2 separate regions of the Oryzias latipes genome follow, and region 2 is linked to region 1. A link is a contact called in public Hi-C data. All regions are on one chromosome and are shown on one strand. Each heading gives the region's core, a stretch centred on a gene start, on an enhancer-like site or on the middle of the called end of the contact. The rest is flanking DNA. Distances are from core to core; before and after follow the strand shown. Region 1 holds the start of LOC101172800 (nicotinamide riboside kinase 2). Region 2 holds the start of slc24a5 (sodium/potassium/calcium exchanger 5).

What was found. A called contact is a pair of places that touch in the nucleus more often than the background predicts.
Region 2: a Hi-C map of embryo shows a contact between it and region 1, with 2.4 times the contacts expected there. The contact joins the promoter of slc24a5 here to the promoter of LOC101172800 in region 1. A contact is called at or near these places in 4 of 5 Hi-C or Micro-C datasets (embryo and fibroblasts).

What each region holds. Positions count from the first base shown.
Region 1 is chr3:12,937,784-12,944,625 of ASM223467v1, forward strand. It overlaps LOC101172800 (nicotinamide riboside kinase 2), which reads right to left and starts at 3,018. Exons shown (of 7, transcript XM_023953163.1): 1 at 2,744-3,018; 2 at 2,143-2,233; 3 at 1,523-1,712; 4 at 1,375-1,446; 5 at 1,176-1,282; 6 at 990-1,080; 7 at 657-902. The coding sequence starts at 1,695. The coding sequence ends at 995.
Region 2 is chr3:13,073,364-13,080,658 of ASM223467v1, forward strand. slc24a5 (sodium/potassium/calcium exchanger 5) reads right to left here and starts at 2,337. Exons shown (of 9, transcript XM_011488381.3): 1 at 1,621-2,337; 2 at 750-929; 3 at 244-327; 4 at 1-50. The coding sequence starts at 1,777. LOC101174167 (E3 ubiquitin-protein ligase RNF128) reads left to right here and starts at 4,945. Exons shown (of 1, transcript XM_004066905.4): 1 at 4,945-7,295. The coding sequence starts at 5,470. The coding sequence ends at 6,555.

The sequences.
Region 1 (6,842 bases), core at 1,768-4,267:
TTATATACAATGTTGTTTAACTCCTCTTAAACATTGTAATTAATCAGTTATTGCTTTTAACACCAAGTTATTGTAATTTTCCACAAGTTAACAATTTTCACAAAATAAAGTAGAATGAATTTATAGCACCTGGCTATGATGCAACACCGTTTTGGTTGATTTTAACAAGTTGTAAAAAAACGCAGTTAATCTCTGAAGACAAACTTTTAACATTGAACAAAGATGTATTATGAGAGAATTCACTCCACCCTCAACAAAATAGAAGTGTGGCTCCTTTTCCTTGAAATTGTTACAGTACATTAAACTGTTTTGACAATAACAGATAATTCCTGGTTTTCAATTTTTGACTACTTTTCATCCAAAGTAAGTAAAATTATCTTGTGAAGTCTATAACACCCAACCATATTTCAAAGTATTAAATAGTATGAAGTGAATATAAATAATAAATTAGTTTATTTCCCTTTTTGTTAAAAAATTATAAGCTTTCGTTCACCCAGGCTGGTTTTGGATATGCGAATAATCAAGTTGGCTCATATGACTGCTTATCACTTACAGCAGATGTTAACCAGAAACTATCTGCTCTCTGAAGCCTCACAGACCCAAAGTTACGTAGGACCTGACAGTCATGCCCATGAAGAATTCACCACAGCACAAAGTTTGACAGGAGGATCATTTATTGACATCTGCAACCATCCTTGGAACACTCCAATCAACCCCGTTTCAAGTGTAGGTTGAAACAAAGCAATAAATACGAGATATAAAAGCCTGTTGTGTTGTTAAACATTTATAAAAACTGAAAAAGCTTAGCACTCAACTATATGAGCTGCCAGGTATAAATTTTAGGTTAAAGCGATCTCATGCTTGTAAGTTGAGTACATGCCTCCTGAAGCCAATCAAATGATCTGCAACACAGAAAACACAAATGGTGACTCGCATGACGACAAGAGCCTTTGGTGTTTGGAGTTTCTGGGTGAGTTTTTTTTTTTTACCTTTGTTAGAGAGATTTCTGGATGTTGTTCAGAATGTCGCCGTAGACAAAGTTGAACATTCGTTCCTTTGACCAGGTTCCATCAAGCTGCACTGTAATAGCAACCCATGGAAGCATTTAAACCACTTGCAAAGTCATCAAAAAGTGTGTACAAAGGGGAAAATTAGCTGAAAAAATTGCCACTTACAAACATCAACACATGTCTCCTCCATGATTTTGGTGTGTTTCAAATACATGGGCCACACGTGGCCATCAAACAGGCCGGGGGGGTCAGGCACTGTATAATTCCTGGAGCTGCAGGGAGAGAAAAACCATTTACCATGAAAAGGCTATGACAGAGTAGATAGCACCAAACAAGAGTAGAGAGGGGGGGGGGGGGCACGTACCACCTCCTCTTTTTGCATTCTTCGTACGGGATGGAAATAAAGTAGCGTTGGTTCAGCACGTCGATCAAAGGTCTATAGAGGCACATGCAGATGAGTGTTTCTTATTTAATAAGTAAATAAAAGTGACCTTATAGGAAGCTATTCTTACCCATAGGTGTACAACAGGAATCCTTCCACAATAAGGATGTGGTTCTCCTCATCCTCCTTGTTGTCAGACTTCTGGATAATCTCATCATCGAGGTTGTTATTCACGCCGTGAGACTTCTCAAACTTCACCGGGTTCTCCAGCCATGCGTAGATCGTACTCATCATGGCGTCCATGTCCAAAGCAGTGATGACTGTAAAGGCGGGGGGTGAAAAAAAAAAAAAAAAAAACAGGTAGGAGAAAGAGAGAGGAGGCATAAAAGAAAGCAACGATGAGTGAAAAAATATGACTAAAAAGTTCAATTGTGTCTTCAACGCATGCAGATTACAAGTGCCGTAACACTGCAAGCTTGAACAAACACACAAACGCCCACAAAACCCTTCACAGAAACCCGGGCTTACCATCGTACTGCTTAAAGCCATCTTCACCAACTTCAATCTGATCTTGGGGCTGAAACATACATCGAAGAGATGTACCCAGGTACATTCCACTAGGCCTACTCTCTGCTGTATGTTATCACACACACTATGTGATGTTTTTACTCATGTAATAAGTGTTAACATTGTCTTGTTGGGTAAGCTCTACTGCATCTGAAGGTGTCACAGAGATGAGTGTGCGCTCACCTTGAAGAAGTCATCTTGATGCACAACACAGCAGTTGGGAAGGGTCTTTATCAGCCGGTTGGTGAGGGTGGTTTTCCCTCCATTGGTTACGCTGCACAGAACAAAACAATAGAACTGAATGGCGAACAAAAGCAAACCTACACAGAGCAATGTAGACCAATAAATTGAAGTGACTAGTGAAATTTAAGGTGGACCAGCATGTCCCTGTTATAAGAAATGTTTAATAAACATTACATGGTATGAGTTTTATTAAATAAGTCAGTTACAGCAATTATTTTGAAGTTAAAGCCATTTTACTCTTTTTGTTTTTTAGATATTAAAAGACTTTCGTTTTTTATTTAAACGCAAAGTACTTCCGTAATTTAAAATGCTTATTTTTTCTATTACCCCCAAGATGCCAAATTGGGAGGTATAAAACATCACATATGTATATTTTGGGGGGAAAAGAATCACATATACATATACAAACGTGTAATAATAATGCAGAATAGACGACGACAAATTTGACCGCCTTTGGCACGTGCACCGCGCTCGTGGGCCTCACCCAACCCGGTTAGCCGGCTAAATTAGCCTAGCAAACGTGAACTGAGGCTGAACTCACCCGCCGATGCCGATGATGTACTTCATGGTTTTTCTTTCAATTAAAGTTGTGGAGTTTTCAAAAACGATGATGAACCTGATGAGGGAGCACAATGACCAGACGGGAAGAAAGCTTAAAAAGAGAAGGTTGCTGCAGGAAACGTCAACTATTCGATTCCTCCATGGCACTTGAGTGAGTAAGGTAAGAGCAGACACGGGCAGACGCTCGACCGCGGTCTTCCACCGAGAGAGAACTTCGCTGCAGCGACGCTTCTACACATACTAAAAACAGCTCCGTGATTGGCTATTTAAACAACTCCGTCTACGTAAAACCCTGGAGCCGACCAATCAGACGCAAGAGTCACCGCAGTCTCCCCGCCCCTCTCTCCTCACCACAAACCATGAAGCAATGCTGATGTTAGACTCTAGAAATCATCAAATAAAAATAAAGCCTGCCTAAGTATCCATTTATACAGAAAAAGTACTTAATTGTGTTTATTTTCTTTAAGTAAACCTTTAAATGATAGCTAATGCTAGCTGGATAAACCCCAAATCAAAATCTTAGTAACGTGCACATTTCATGCATCACATGCATCAACCAGAGATGAAGGGATCAGGATGCTTTTGAACATTTTTCATTCATCTACTGCACACTGTGACATTAGTACTATCAGCTGGGAGTCATATGAACTCTCGCCCTTTAACTCATGCTGTCTCATTGCACCACCATGGTTAAATGAGTGTCATCACATTCAAATGTGACATCAAATTTCTAAGAACCGAAAGGTTAAAGTGAATTCTAAAGTTTGTTTTAGACTACACGTTTTTGTGTTTTCTTTACAGAAAAAACATTCCCCTAAACACAATTTAAAGTTTAATATTCCGTTTTCTCCATCGACACCTAAATTAATTTTTTTTGGGAAAAATATTCAGATATTTCTGTGCCAAAAAAGGGACTGATTTTTAATTTCTTTTCAATTAATAAAAACAAAGTTATAAAAAAAATTAAATGTTTTTTCAAACTTTTTATGTTTTCATACTATCAATATTTACACTAATTTGTGTTTATGTCACATAGTGTCAACGCTTTCATTGTATTAACTTTTGTTAAAGCTGAGAGAAGGATTGTTAATGACTGGAAAATTTATCAGCTTTACAGAAAATATTCAAATATGCTATAGCAACAAGATGTAGATAAAGCAAAAAAACTCGGTGTCATTCACATGACGTCTTTATACGTCATTGGTTTTTGCTGAACATGTAATCGGCTGAGACAGGATCTTAGGAACAGATTATCTGCAAGACAGTTCTACACCCCTGAAGCCCAATTATTGATTTTTCTGCTGTCATAATTCTAGTGATAATACATTTTTTTACTCACACAGCACATCAGTTTGTACTGAGTGCAGGTGTAAACATTGCATTTTAGATTAGAAAGGAAACAGCTAACTCCCCTGAACACATTTTCTTTACTTAAGTGTTTATTTCAGCAGACCACAGCTGACCTTCCTCCTTTGCAAAGGATTTTCCCAACCAGCCCTGTTTCCTGAGAGTACACAGGAATACTACTCAAGCTGTGGTTTACACCCTCAACAACCTCAACTATGAAGATGGAGTTGCTAAGTCTGGGACTCAGTTCAGCTTGTGAGATTTTTGTTACTGCTTTGACTCTATCTGCAGTTTGGAAACCATAGCAGAATAAAATGATTTATTTTTTTAACTCTAACAAAGCCTGTGACAAAATGTGCTTTCAAATGTACATTGACAAATGCTGTTCCAAATTTTTGATGAATATTTAAAAAACACATGGTCCACATATGTATAAAAACATTACTTATGTTTCTTAAAATAGCTGTGTTTCAAGAACTGTGAAACAAAAAAAAAAATCAAAATTAATCAGTTTTATTCTTTCAGAGCAAATGCTTCACTCTGTCCCTCACCACATCACATATAATAATATATCTGACCAGATTACAAATGCATGTATAAATGTTAATTTCCAAGAAGATTGGGGCATGTCCAAAATGCAAGGATTGTCTGAAACAGCCCACTTCTCCCCTGACGTAAAATGATGATTTTCAAGAACCATTTCAAGTTGAACGTCATGGCTCAGTTTACTGCAGGCTCAGAAATACTAAACAAGTTCAAACAGCATCGGTTTTGGTCAGACATGACAGCATCCTGAACATAATCAGTTATGTAAGATGTACCAGTAGTCAAATCCCCAAACAACTTTTACTCAAACTCAGTCCATTTGCACTTTTAGGATATTTTCATGCTAGATCAAACATTATTCATTTGGATGATGATGATGATATTTTATTTCAGATATATACTTATAAAGAAAAATATGAAAGGAAAATAAAATGCAAGAAAAATCAAAAGGGAAGTGAGAAGATGTATAAGGCTTATAAATGATCCCCCCCACCCCCTAGACACCTCAATTAATTACTATACCCAGCATTTTAAGGCATGTTTACATATTGTTGTACAATATTCCCAAATCCCATGACTGTCTATTGGAATATTATTGCCCAAACGGTTCCCATGTTGGCAGAAAATCTTCCAACATCTGACTGCCATCTGCTGGCTATCCAAGTGTCCCTTTTTCCCCATGAACATTTTCAAGTAGCTCAGAGAAAAAATGGGAGCCACGGAAAAAAAACAGGAATTTAAAATTCAGAATATTTACCTCAGAATTTTGACTTTATGTTTATCATTAAAGAAATATGTCTATTTCTTTTTAAGGGAGAGTCTTAGGTTGTTTAATTGATCCAAATACCTGGCATGCACAGAGCTGTCACGTGTGGGTTGAGTAGTGCTGAGACATGACATTGTGTGTTTTTTTGGGGGGGTATTGAAGCACAGAAGTACAAGCACAATGCAGCAACATTGGATATTTTCTTATATATATTTTCTGGTTTTAACAATTTTAACACATTCATTGGGAATCCTGTTTTTTTAAAAGATGAATGCACTTTTATTTAGCAACAAATTCATATTATTTTCCTGTTTTTAGTTAATGGATCATGCCCTTTTTCATTGTTTTTCATGTATAATTTATTAGTTTTAGTCTTAAGTTTATACCTTGAGTTGTTTATCGTACGAGTTCCACGGTCCAAGAACCACTTTTAATTTCATTGTACATTTGACAATGTCTGTCAAATAAAGATCTATTATATTTTATGCAATATTCTATTCTGAAATGGAGCATGAGATCTGAAAAATGCACAAAATAAAATGAAAAAAGGTCTTAAGATTAACTCTATTCTGGTCAGTCTGACCACCCACTCAGAAAACTAGAACTGCATGATGGAGTATTTTAGATGATTAAAAGGAGAATTTCCATGACCGTGGTTTGGGCCGCCGAGGCACCAGCCTATGACTGCTACCAAAACCACATTGCATCGGCCAGTTATGAGCTCTCCTGCAGGCGGAAAAGTTATCCAACGTCATTTCTTTGGGCTAGACTTGCCTGTTGGAAGAGGCAAGGTCACTAGGCGCTTGCCTGCAAGCCCTAACCCCAGGCCTGGCTCCAGAGATGGGCTTAGCCTAATTTTTGTTTGTACTTCTCAGGAAGAGGGTTCTTCTGAGCCGCTATTTGTATGGCTCGTCACCCTGGACCTCTATGCCATGGGAGACCCTACCAGGGGCAAAACCCCCAGACAGCTTAGCTCCTGGGATCCCTCAAGTTCTCAAACTTCTCCACCATGTGTAGGGGTGGTGTTATATAAGTTCGCTTCTTCCCGCTCCTTTTTCAAGCAATAAATCAAACTCTACTTAACTTTAGTTAATTATCTCTATATTTAATTAAGCAAATGTGATCTAAGTGACTTTTCTGTAATGAGTTTGATAAATATGTGTAAATTCTTTGTTGCTTTGACTAAAATGCTTGAAATGAATCAATAAATCAAAAAAATCAATGTTAAAATGGCAGTTCAAAAAGTTTGGCCTCTCTGGGTGGGTGGAGCGCTCCTGCCCCGGGTGAAGGAGTTTAAGTATCTTGGGATCTTGTTCACCAGTGAAGTCAGGTCGGCGCATGACATTGACAGGCGGATGTTTTTATTTATTTATTTTTATTTTTATTTTGGACTAGTGAAACAAGTGTAAAATAACAAAAG
Region 2 (7,295 bases), core at 1,087-3,586, 130 kb after region 1:
CGATCCCACAATTGTGCTGACCCCGATGTCCCCTTTTGTTACAAACACACCTGACACACAGAATGCACAAAATCGACATTTTAGCTTTGAAAACTGGACCAGCGTATAAAGAGAGATGGGAGAGAAGACACTGAGGAGACAAGTAGGGTTATGGTAGCAGCCAGAAAATCTATAATTTCAAAAAAAAAGCAAGATAATCATGAAGCAAATGTCACGAACATTGTTGAGTTGTTGAATGTTTACCTAGAAAAGCAGTAACAAGTTCAGGAGCAGAACTCCCAGCTGCCATAAATGTTGCTCCTGCTACATCCTGAGAAAGGCCCAGACCTGAGGGAGCCCCAAGAAAAAGAAAAAAAGAGAGGATGTCATGAGCCACTAGCTCATTTACCAACATGTTAAACCAAAGTTTAAAAATGATACTAAGAAATATATTTATGTCAGAAAATGTGCATAATATTTATTTTATATTTTATTAATATCTATTCAATAAGCTTTGTGTCACTTAGAAGATATAATCTGGCCCCTTTCATTTGCTAAAGATTCACGTCACGGACTCTAGGGTGAAGGTTCCAGGTCAGCAAAAGACTTTAATGCTTTTGCATTACATTTTTAATTTTTTAATTTTATCTAATTAGGATCAAATGTAAAAAAAATGGATTAATGCAGCTATTTTATCATATGTTTTTTACAGGCTGTCAATCAATTCAAGGCTATCTTGTCAAGGTACAGTTCAAACCTATGCCACTTACGTTCACTGATCACTTCCAGGGACGGCAGAAAGTAATCATCACAAACTATAGCAACAGCCAACAGCATGTAGAAAATGATCATGAAGTAAATGACCAGCCCCCCATCCTTCCTCTCCTGCACGGTGAAGAAGCCATCAGGAAACTCGGAGGCTTGGGGTGAAATGCATTCTGTCTCGTTCTCTAAACCAGCATAAAAAGACAGAATCATCATAGACAAAATCCATTCCCCCCATGACTGACAGTAAACTGTGTTCTTCTAGTTCATCGGTGGTCAGGACATTTTTACAGTAATTAAATGAACTGCAAACATTTCCATGATTGGTAAGCCACAATCAATTACAGGCTGGTTTGCTTGCTGATCTGTACTTTCAGATTTGCTGAGAAGGTTAAAGCTGTCTGAGCTTATTGGTTAAGTTTGAGGTCCTAGCATTTCTCTCATTCTTACGTCTAACACTCTGTTGAATTGCAGTTTTCTCAGAGTTTACTTAACATGTATTTTACGCTATAATATAAAGTAAAAAACAAAGATTTATAGTGGATGGTATTTTTTTGAAAAAAGGTGAAAACTAAACCGACATGTGGTCATGTTGGTATTGACGTTATTTCCCAGCAACCAAACTACCAAAATTGAAAAAGTCCTATTTTAAATCATTAAATCAAGTTATAGCCAAAAGTTTAATACAGTGTTTGCTTATGGACACGTTGGGCAGATTATTAGCAATGTGATGCTCCATAATGTGAAAGTCAGACCTTAGTGAAAAGAAAACAACAAAATAACAGGTTAAAGCAGTTTGTTTTTCATCCTATGTCCGCAAACATAATCATAAAAGCTGGGTTCTTTTCCTGCACTTCTCCATGGATGTGCACTTACCCAGGGCCCGGCGCACCCTCACAGTGGGAGCAAACTCAGCTGTTTTTGCTGTAAACGAAATAAGATGAAAGGTGCCATACAAAAAAATGACAAACCCCAAGAAATATGGTATAAAATCCTTTCTTGTCTTTTTCCTCAAGATTGCAGCCTGACTCATATTAATCTGAAAAGTATGAAATGTTTAAAATTCGAGACGTTTTAGGAAAAATTATTAATCAATTTAGCGTAATTAGTTTGCAAAGACGGTATGCATGTGGGCTGGATAAGCACTACATGCAGCTGCAGCACTACACTACGACTAAAAGCTGCAAAGGGAGATTATTGGGGGGTGAAAACATCTTTTAAGCTTTGGAGCTCCTAAGAAAGAAGGGGGGGATCACGAGTTGTGAGTCATTCCACTTCACTTGAACAAACTCCAGCCTGAGGCGCATCAGAACTGTTCTTTATCATAATCGCACTTTAACACAGCTCCACCACAGGAGGAAATGGGTTTTATTTCTTCATTGGGGAAGGATTTGTACTCATTGAAAGCCTGAAGCAAAAGCTTTTCTAATAATGTTATGCCGGCTAATGTCAACAAGGGGGGTGGAAATATAGCATATTGTCCTGATGGCTGCAAGCACATTAAAACATGATTGAATTGTGTGGAAAAAGCAGCATTAGGGGAGAGTCAGAGTGACACATCAATCAATTAAACACAAACTTGTTCAGTAGGCATAGACAATGGACCAAAGACATAGCTTATATCCAAATTCCCTCCCTACTTCCTTACTACTAAAAACTATTTAGTGCAGGAGTAAAGTGTCCTGGGTTTTGAAAGCAATTAGGACACCATGCTCACTACTTTGTTTTTTAAACGGCAAATATGACATCATCAATTAGACCACAATATATTGCGTTTGAACCATTTTTGTTAAAAATTGATTTAACTTTGTTTTGTTTTTTCCCCCAGATTTTTTCAAATAAATCATCCATGTTTTCATAATCAGAACACAGTGGATTCATAGAGAGTCTTGACTAAGTTTTTACTTTGGGAAATGGTGACATCAGATGCACCATTTAAAAAAAATAGCAAACAAGATATCAAAATTATTTTTAAAACCCAGGTCCCTAAATAGTCTGTACTATATAGATTTTTCAGTATTTTTGGAAATAGGGAGGGAATTCAGACATAGTGTATTCTGATGATGAAAACCTGAATAATTTATTTATTAAAAAAAACAAAAAAACAACAACATAAAAATACATTTTTTCCACAAAAAATGTTCAAACGCAATGCATTGTGGTCTGCATTTATTAAGCATTAGTGCTCACTGGTTTTTAGCTGAGTTATTGGGCATTTCTAGGGCACTCAATTTTTTTATGACATACTGGACTAAAAAATAGCGAGCGTACTATTTAGTGCACTAGTGAGGGAATTCGGACATAATTCCTAGCAGACAAACGTTACTTTGGCGCAGCGGGATCGCCACAGCAGTGCGTTTGTGGTGTTGGGCTTGTTGGGGCATGTTTCCAGCAGGCGCTCCCACTTTTAAAGGCTGATGCTCTCTGTCTAGTCATCTGGAGGACGCTCAGCATGAAAATAAAAGCACAGAAACCTGCATTACTCTGTGGTGAGTGGCTTTGCTTGTTTTTTTAAGAACTGCTCCAAGTGACGTTGAGTTTACCAAAAATGAGCAAGCAAAATGTCTTTAAATAGTCTATTAATGAAGGTTTTTGTTAACCCTCAACTCCTCGTTTAGAGACAAGTTTTGAGCGTGAGCGTGTACATGCGTCTTATGCCCTTTACGGGATAATATTCGTGAGTGCAGGCAGCGCATTTATTTATTTATTTATTTTTAGTCAGGAGCTCCTAAAACCTAAGTGCAGTAATGGCGCCCTCTTATGTTCTGAGTGTGTTATTGCAAGTCCTGTTTTCAGATTTGCACACGAGTCAACATTTTTAATACAAAAAAGTTAAAATACCGGTACTTAATACATATTACATTTTATCTAGACTTTTTAAAGTAACAAAAACGTACACTATTAATGAAAATACGTACATTTATTCTTATTTTGTTTGTGTTTATTTCAAATGTTAAAAACTGCACATATAATGCACATATAAAACTTTTGTTTTGATTATTGTGGTTCAAACCTGAAGTGTATTTTGCTTGTAATTATATTAAGGGTGTAACATTTAATTAACTTAATTGATAAATCTATATATTCTTATGATCCAACAGGATCAATTTGTCTGAGGCAAGTTATACCGTTCTAACAATGATTCAAAATGAAATAAATCAGTTATAACAATTTTGGAAAATATCATTTGGATTGAGCCACAATAGGTTTATTTTACCATTAAATGGAAACGACAAAGTGTATCACAGTAGAAAAAACACACGTGACTGAAATTATTAAGTCATAATTCCAGTCTAATGTGTGTAAACACTGAATTTAGCAAACATGTGACCATACAGTGAGGTAGAATGTTCTAATAATGTTCCCTTTGGATTATTTTGATCTGGAAAAACAACAGTGGGCTGAACATAGGAAACTAAAAAGTGAATACATTTGTCATTCATTCTTGTTTACTTGTTTGTTTGTACACATTTTTAATTTACACTTGATTATTTTGCAAGAAATTCAAGGAATCTGGAAAACTTCACTTGCACTGTTCAGTACCAGGAATTTATCTCTGAGTCACACTGGTTGAAGTCCTAGATCCATTTTAGGGCAGTGAATCGGATCAATGAATCGTACCAGCAATCACAAATTATGATTTGAACAAAATTGTTTTTAAAATAAATCGCATTAAATGTTGATTTTAAGTAATTAGAGGAAATAAATGTCTGTTTTTTTTAAACAAAATTGGATTTTGAATGTTTGTCTTGCACTTGACTTTGTGCAGGATGTTATTTCAGGAATGCAGGCTCATAGAAGCACCTTTGTTCCCTTGATCAACCGCGATGTGCTCAAAAGCTTGACAAATACACACAAATGTCTCTTGTGTTTTAATATTTTAGTCAGTGTATGAAAATCAATGGACAGGACCAAACGGACAGCAGAGCTTCTATTTGCACCTAAAGCCTGCTTGTGTACATGCTTTCGTTTTTGTGTGTAAAAAAAGACACAGTGGAAACTTGACAATCCCTTCTTCCATTTCCTCTTCTCATTTGTGTCTGGGCCTTTGGAATAGAATTTCAAAATCCTTATCAAAGTGTGCTTTGCATAACTTTTTGTGTATATAAACAATGATTTGTCCTTTTGAGGGTTTAATTCTAGAGAATTCCAAATTTTAGGCACGTTTTATTTGTTGCTAGTAAACAGCTGGAGGGTTGTGCAGTTTGACTTGTTGGGTCACTTTACATAGCAATGATCGTCATCTCAGAAAAAGGGGAAGAAACAAGTAGAGCTAGAAAAACTGGCTGTGCGTCTCACCTCATCATTACAAAAGCCAGTCAGGCGGTGTTTAGTAGTCTTTCTGGAGTTTCTCTGCGTTATTGGAACTATAAAATCCACCTTATCGTCTGCTTATCATCCCTTTCTTTTCTAGAATGTTGCTCCTTGCCTCTTAAAACAGCAGGTGTGTGTGTTTTGCGCATTTCAACTTGTTGAATAGCAGCACCCTGCCCTCCGCCAAGCGCTCAGCGTTCAAGGTTCAGGAAGATAACGAGAGGTGAGAGGCTGACGCATAGCTCGTGTTGTGTTACCAAAGGATCATATTACAGCAGAGAGCAGGTTGGGTGAAACCAAAGCTGCGTTCACCTCGCTGTGAGTGGAAACAACACAGGAATTGGGACTGAGAAAAAGGACTTTTAAAGGAGTAAAAAAGACTTGCTTTGTTGTTTGAAGAAGAGCGTTGCCATGGGTAAGAAGACACTTCACCGTCAGCTGCTTTTGCTGTGTTTGTCGGCGCTTGTTTGCCGCTCCACTTCCTTAGTGTTTTGGACAGCAGTGGTGGAAATGAGCTACGCTAACAACAACGAGACTGTAGACAAGTACTGCGAGTGTGGTGTTTTCGGTCGCAACTCTGTGGTGGACAAAGCCTCCGGGATTGTCGTGCTTCCAAGAGGAGACCCTAAAGGCTGTGGCTCAGATCCCGTCTACGACCGCAACTTCAGCTCACCCCCATGGATCGCCCTGGTGAAGCGGGGAAATTGCACCTTCAGTGAAAAGATCAACGCTGCCAAGCGGCAAGGAGCAGCTGCTGTGGTGGTGTATAACGTGGAAGGCAGTGGAAACAGCACCACTCACATGGCACACGCAGAAGCCGATGGGATCGTGGCTATCATGGTTGGCAACATTCAAGGGTCGGAGATTGTCCGGCTGGTGCAAAACGGGACAGAAGTTCAGCTGCTGATCGAAGTGGGCAGCCCCCACGGGCCCTGGATGGACACATACTGGCTGTATTTCCTGTCCATCGCCTTCTTCATCGTCACCGCGGCCTCGATCGCCTACTTTGTGTTCATCTCAGCAAATCGCCTCTACAACATGAACCGGCAGAGGCGCACCGAGAGGAAAATGAAAAACGAGGCCAAAAAAGCCATCGGGCGCCTCCAGGTCCGCACGCTGAGGCGAGGGGACGAGGAGATCACCTCCGACTCCCACCTGTGCGCTGTTTGCATCGAATCCTACAAGCAAGGCGATGTGGTGACCGTCCTCACGTGTGACCACATCTTCCACAAAGCCTGCATCGAGCCGTGGCTGCTCGACAGGAGAACCTGCCCCATGTGCAAGAGCGACATCCTGAAGGCCCTGGGGGTTGAGGATGAGGCCAAGGAGACTGTGTCTATAGTACCACCACCAGATGTCGCTGTGATCACAGTGGCAGGAGCGGAGAGACTGTATGAAGTCCCTCTGAATGACCCAGGCAGCCCCAACCCGGGCCAGAATCAGCATTACTATGACAACGTTGCCTTTGAGCAAGACTCGGAAGCCGCAAGGGGGTGAACGACAGCTAAAGAATGACAACAACCCAGGAACTCAGTTAAATTTCTTGTTTTTCTCAGATATTGCTCTTACATTCATTAAAACCAACAAGTTAAACGGATCTACAATGTTTCAATGAAATAATTAACATGTCTTATGCTGACATTGATTTAAAACAAGATTCAAAAAACTTTATTTAATGGATCTGATCTGAAAAGTTCGGAGTATTTCCTGGAAAATAAGGAAGTGATGTTCTGGTGAAGCGCGCTTCAGCTGGTTGTGATTTTGATGTCAACACTAAAGAGGGGTGGAGTGACTCTTTGTCACATTTCTATTTTGCATTGGCAAAACAGCCAATACTCATTTGGAGTGCTAGTGCTAGAGCAGGACTTTAATTTAAAATTGTGGCCAAATTTCTCTCTGAATCTCAGACGCCTTTCACAAAACCCATGATCATTTTTGCTGATTCTGTCTTTCTGCTTCCTGGTTTCAGACTGTGGTGAGGTTTGTTTCCCGCTTTTACCAGGTGATTGTGAAGTTGTCAGACTGGATTTGAAAAAAACAAAACACTGCAATGAACACACCCTTAACAGGAACTGCAGTAAAAACCATGCAAACAAAATGACCTGGAGGACTCAGGGTATTTAAAGGACATTTTTAAAACAAAAAAACATTAAAAGTGTGGCCCTTTCTGTGAACTGGGAGTGAAACACCAGGAAGATGAATGTTAGCACAACTTTGAACTGAATGTTTTCCTTCTT